Linked DNA regions of Mus musculus: region 1 is linked to region 2. Evidence: chromatin contacts called from public HiChIP or PLAC-seq data. All regions are on one chromosome and are shown on one strand. The core of a region is the stretch at or near the end of the contact, and the rest is flanking DNA. Distances in the headings are between cores, read along the strand shown. Region 1 overlaps Scfd2 (Sec1 family domain containing 2). Region 2 has its middle 4.6 kb from the start of Cwh43.

Region 1 (2,700 bases), core at 104-2,603, 810 kb after region 2:
CGAGTAGGTGGTGGCAATGGTGGCTTCCAGGCAAGAGCTGTCAGCCATGAGACCTCAGCTGCACTGCTGGCTGCTGGGTTCCTTCTGGAATTTTCCTTGGAGCCTCACCCTCCCACCTCATCAATCCCAGAAAAAGAGAACAGTGAGCTTGCCGCAGTGTCACCAGGATTATGTAAGTTCCCCGACTGAGAGCCCAGGAAGAGCTCCCTCCTGGAGGCCACTCTTCACTGTGATTTGCTGATAGGTTTGCAGACCTCCTTTAGAAGCATTTGGAAGTACAGAAATTTCTAGAGAAACACACATAGGTTCCTATAGTTTTAGGGGAGATTTAAAGTCTTCCAGAGATCCATAAGTTACATGTATGTGTGTGTGTGTTTACACACACACACACACACACACACACACACACACACACACACAGCTTGCCCAGACTCTGGATGCAGACCCTTGTGAAGCAGAGGAGACCACTATGGTAAATATACTCAAGATTCTCCTCCATTGCCATGACTTTCCAGTCTCTGCTGCGTTGCATGGTCCTCAGAGCTATGCAAAGAAAGTTAGTGGATGCCTCCCCAGCTGAGGTGAGGGGCAGAAGTGAGGGCCAAGACTGTCTCCAAATAAGCTTACATCTTGGTGTCAGGTTTGAAAAACGTGGTGGGGGTATGCCAGCTACAGATCCAGTTGATGTCAACACTGAGAGCAGCAGATGCAGCCCAAGGAGTCTGTCCGGCTCAGGTTCTACGCTGGGCTCACAGCCATGGCCAACAGAGTGGGAACACAAAGACCAGGCTCCTCTGATCTAAACAAGAAGGCCCATGAGGTGACAGCCTCCTGAGTTCACAGCTGAGGGTGTCTGAGGCCTGCTCTGGATCAGGTAGAGACAAACACTAGGAAACAGAGGCAGTTTATAAAGTAGGTTAGGGGGCCTGTGAGGGAGGAGAAAGAGCCCACGGAACTCTTCTAGAGTGCTGTGAGGAAGAGCACAGGCTAGACGTGGCCAGCTTGAGCTGGACCCCAGCTAAGGCTGCTCACCCTGGAGCCGTTGCTCCATTACTCTGAGTCCCACTTTGCTCATCTTTCGCTTGACCCACACCGTCTGCCCCATGACCACTATGAGGAACATGGAGCACAAGGCATGCTTCAGAGGGACTTCTGTCCTTGCTCCCTCTGCTGCGTCCCTCCTTGCAGCTCCCTGCTGTCCTTAAGTGATAAGGGGCAGGTGACATAGCGAGACTGTGCTTTCCATGCGTACATCTGTTACTCATAGGACTGCAATCCCTGCTCCCCTCTCACCGCTATTAGATAAGCCCTGCCCCAGGACAACATTCCAGGCTGGTGGAGTCTGCTTCCTGCCGGGTTCTCAACCACTCTTTCCTCCACAGCCCTTTATGGTCAGTCCCATGTGTCAGCTAACCTCGGGTATCTGCAGCTACACCATTGGCTCTTTGGGATGTTCCTTTTTAGGCAGAGTTCTTCTTCTCTCGCTGTGGCCTTTCAAACTACTAAGATGTCTCCGCCTCCAGCAAGCCTTCTTGGATCACCCTTCCCGGCCTCCAGCCTCCGGCCTGAGTGTGTCTTGTGGCTGTTTGTCTTACTGCATTTCCCACTCTTCCTTTAGCACGGTGTCTGCTACAGAGCAGGGACTGCAGCAGTGAGATCATAAACAACTGAGCAGAAGAACTGAACAGGCAGAAGAGACACAGGGCAGGAGGTGAGGGCTAATAATTTAGCCCTGGACAGTAGGAAGCTTTCCATTTAGGAAGGCCTCAACAGGCCTTAGTCAGATCGATGACTGTGCACGTTTACTTTGTATCAGTTCAGTGACTCCTACTGTCTGAGGCTGCTCTTTAAGGCATGGTCCTGGTCACACTGAAATCTACCAGGTTTCCATTCGTAAGCAACTAAAACTTTTTTTTTTAACTTTTAAAATTTCATGTGTATGAGTGTTTTGCCAGCATGCATGTAGTATGTATGTGCACCACAGGTACAGCTGGTGCCCTCAGAGGCCAGAAGAGAGAGCCAGATCCCCTGGAACTGGAGTTACAGATGGCTGTGAGCTGCTTTGCGGTGCTGGGGATTGGATCTGAGTTCTCTGTAAGAGCAACATGTCCTCTTCCCTGCTGAGCCGTCTTTCCAGCCCATGGTCTCTATTGTGCCCTACTCACTCGTTATTTATTTACAGCCCTAGCATTATGGACAAGTAGACTGCTTTAGATTATTTTTTCATTTTTATTTTTAAAGTTAATTCAAATAAGACCATGTCTGCATTATTTGGCTAAAATAATCATTCTAAAAACTTGGCTCCAAATGGGTGGAAAAAAGCTGAGAAGAGCTTGACACTGGCCTATCAGTTAAAATGTAAACGCAGCCGGCATGGAGGCTGATTTAACACTGGAGAACATCTTCCAGAGAGCTGGCTAGCCTGTCTCAGAGATCTGGGGAACAGATGCAGACTCCAAGGGCTGCCTCGCTCCCTGCCCACAATGCTCCTTGCTCTCTGCACCTTCTGGCCCTCTTGGCCCTAGTTTCCTTTCCTCTCTCTCCTCTCCTTCCGCTGTAGCTCTTGTGCTGGCTGCTGCTGATTTCCCTGCTTCTCAGCTCAGGTCTGGCTCATTCAAGTTTAAAGAGTTTACCCTGGCTCCTCAATTCCTCACTACCTCATCTCTACCTGTCACCTGCCATGTGGGACACTCAGAAATG
Region 2 (2,700 bases), core at 165-2,664:
TGATCATATGATTTCCTAGTAAGGAAATTAGAAGCAGCTTCATAATTAACTCGCTATGGATACATTAACTCAACTCCACATTAAAGGGGCACAGGAGAGCCTCAGGAGCCTCGGGGAACTTTCCCACTGTGCCATGCAGGACCAGACTGGAAACGCAGAACAGTCTAGAGTGGGATGCTGCTCTCTCTGGAGACTGATGGGGGCCGATGATGAAACCCTTCCTTGTATGCCGAGTGCTGGTGTGGAATCTGTAGTTGGGAGAATGCCAACGAGATTACAGAAAGCCTCAAGAAGGCAATTAAAATACTCTCAGGACAGAGCTGTCACTGTTAAGTTGCCAGCCTTGTCTCTAAGACCTCCCCTGCACTAGGCCAAACATCATGGCAGCTTAACAAAAGACCTCCCCCTCCACCCCCCCCAGTATTGTGAGTTCTGTGAACACCACAACCGGCACCACACTGAAGGCCTTAGCTTTTTATCTATTTAAACCTCAAAATAAGTCTCTATAAAGTAGACTTTTGTAGCAGAGATGGATAGCTGCTCACCAAGATCTCCCGTCATCGAAGGACTGCATTTTCCAGACACACCTATGGTGAGCTGCAGTCAGAGTGCTAAAGAAAATGAAGTAAGACAGAAGGCCAATTGCAACAAAAGCAAGTTAGATACTGAAAAAGAAACTAACTTTATAATGGACTAGCAAAGCACTGCACAGACACACACTCTCAATTAGACCTGTGTGGTTTTTGTTTCCAGCATATGAAAACTGCTCTTCCGTTGTCAACTGGACTGGACTCAAGAGCCACCCAGGAAAGTTTACCTCAAGGAGTGTCCACGAGGGTGTTTCCGAGGTTTAAATGGGGAGGGAAGACTCACCCTAAATGTGGGCGGCACTGTCCCCTGGGCTCTACTCCTTTTTTTTAGATTTATTTATTATTATACATAAGTCCACTGTAGTTGTCTTCAGATGCACCAGAAGAAGGCATCAGATCTCATGGATGGTTGTGAGCCACCATGTGGTTGCTGGGATTTGAACTCAGGACCTTCGGAAGAGCAGTCGGTGCTCTTACCACAGTGAGCCATCTCACCAGCCCTGGGGCTCTACTCTTGGACTGAATAGAAAGGAGAAAGGGAGGAAGGTGCCCTTTTGTTTCTTTCTGCTTCCCGACTGTGCATGCAGTATAGCAGGAAGACCTTCCCTGTTGCCAGACCTCTCCTGCCGTCGTGGACTGTACCCTTAACTTCAGATTATCAGCCCTAGTAAACCTTTCCTTCCTTTCTTCAGTTGCTTTTGCCAGGTACAGTGAGAAGTGCAATCAATCCAGAGAGAAACAGGGAGGCACCCAGGCAGGAGAGTGCAGGGTCTGATGTCTTTTCTTCATTTGCTGGCGTTCAGACTGCAGCCTCGCCCAAAACACTTGAAAGTGTTTTGGAGATCCTCACCCTATGTGATTCATGAACTTAGCATCCCGTGGGCAGGGAAGTGCTGCCAGCACACTGACAGTCGGGAAGTTGCCAGTCACAAGTTAATTTTAGAAGTGTCATCTACTCTATGAGAAACTGGATTCACCAACCCACTTCCTTCTCCACCTATATGAACCCCCCCCCCCGTAACCTCTAAGCCACTCTCAGTCACTTTCAATTTGCCTACTCAGAATATTTCTCGTAAACAGGATTGTACAATTTTTTTTTTAATGACTGGCTCCTTTCTCTTAACACAGTGTCTAGAGTGAACTGTGCCATCGTATGTAGCAATACCTTTTCATTGCTGAATGCTGTTCTATTGAATGTAAATAACACTATAATCAGGGCTTATGCATTTGGACTGCTTCTCTTTAGGGCTGTTAGAAGCACTGCTGCTTCAAGCATCTGTGCATGGGGTTTGTACATTGCCCGCCCCCCCCATACCTATACCTTGGAGTGCAATGGTTGGCTCATACAGTACCTCTGTATTTAACTCTTTGAGGAACCGATAGAACGTTTTCCAACATAGCTGCACCACGTTCTGCCCCCTCCAGCACAGTCTTCACATCCTTGTCAACATGTTAGCATCCGATTTTTTAAAAAATAAAAAAATCAGAATTCCATAGTGAGTGTGAAGTGAATTTCTCCTATGTAATTATCTTTAACATTGATGTTCACTGAGCTGCTGTGTATCTTTCTGGTGATGGTGGTGGTGGTGGTGGTGGTGGTGGTGGAATTTCTTTCATTTCTTTTGTTTATCTTAAACATTAGTTGTTGTTGTTTTAACTTTTGCCTTCTAAAGGCTCATATTACTCAGTTTGGCTTTGGACTCGCTACATAGCTGAGAATGACCTTGAAATCCTTGTCCTTCTGCCTCTCCTCCCAAGTGCAGGGATTACAAATGCGTGCTACCACAACCTGCTAATACTTTTAAAATACAGGCAGTACACCAGGAGTCTCATCATATTCAATTGAGGTAAAAGTTGCCATTAAGTTTATCTTCTCAAAGGGCGAAGTCAAATGGCTTTGTGTATTTATTATGTATCTGGCAGCACAGCTAAACTCCAAAATATTTTCTTTTTTCTTTTTTTTTTAAAGATTTATTTATTTATTATTATATGTAAGTACACTGTAGCTGTCTTCAGACACACCAGAAGAGGGAGTCAGATCTTGTTACGGATGGTTGTGAGCCACCATGTGGTTGCTGGGATTTGAACTCTGGACCTTCAGAAGAGCAGT

Evidence for each region. HiChIP or PLAC-seq counts read pairs in DNA pulled down with a chosen protein or histone mark.
Region 1: a contact with region 2 is called in a FOXA1 HiChIP or PLAC-seq map of pancreatic cancer cells. The contact joins two enhancer-like sites. A contact is called at or near these places in 6 of 39 promoter capture datasets (the HPC-7 cell line, embryonic stem cells, hematopoietic stem and progenitor cells and 2 more) and 1 of 115 datasets of contacts at active chromatin or transcription factors (pancreatic cancer cells).

The regions. Positions count from the first base shown.
Region 1 is chr5:74,207,333-74,210,032 of GRCm38.p6, forward strand. The region is part of intron 8 of Scfd2 (Sec1 family domain containing 2); the gene reads right to left. Among named protein-coding and RNA genes, the nearest start is that of Rasl11b, 13 kb to the left of the region's middle. Within about 2 kb of position 1,354, at least 32 of the 459 cell types and tissues checked have an H3K27ac peak or open chromatin away from gene starts, as enhancers often do. A contact at or near this core is called in pancreatic cancer cells, where this site is marked.
Region 2 is chr5:73,400,082-73,402,781 of GRCm38.p6, forward strand. No RefSeq gene overlaps it. Among named protein-coding and RNA genes, the nearest start is that of Cwh43, 4.6 kb to the right of the region's middle. Within about 2 kb of position 1,415, at least 73 of the 459 cell types and tissues checked have an H3K27ac peak or open chromatin away from gene starts, as enhancers often do. A contact at or near this core is called in pancreatic cancer cells, where this site is marked.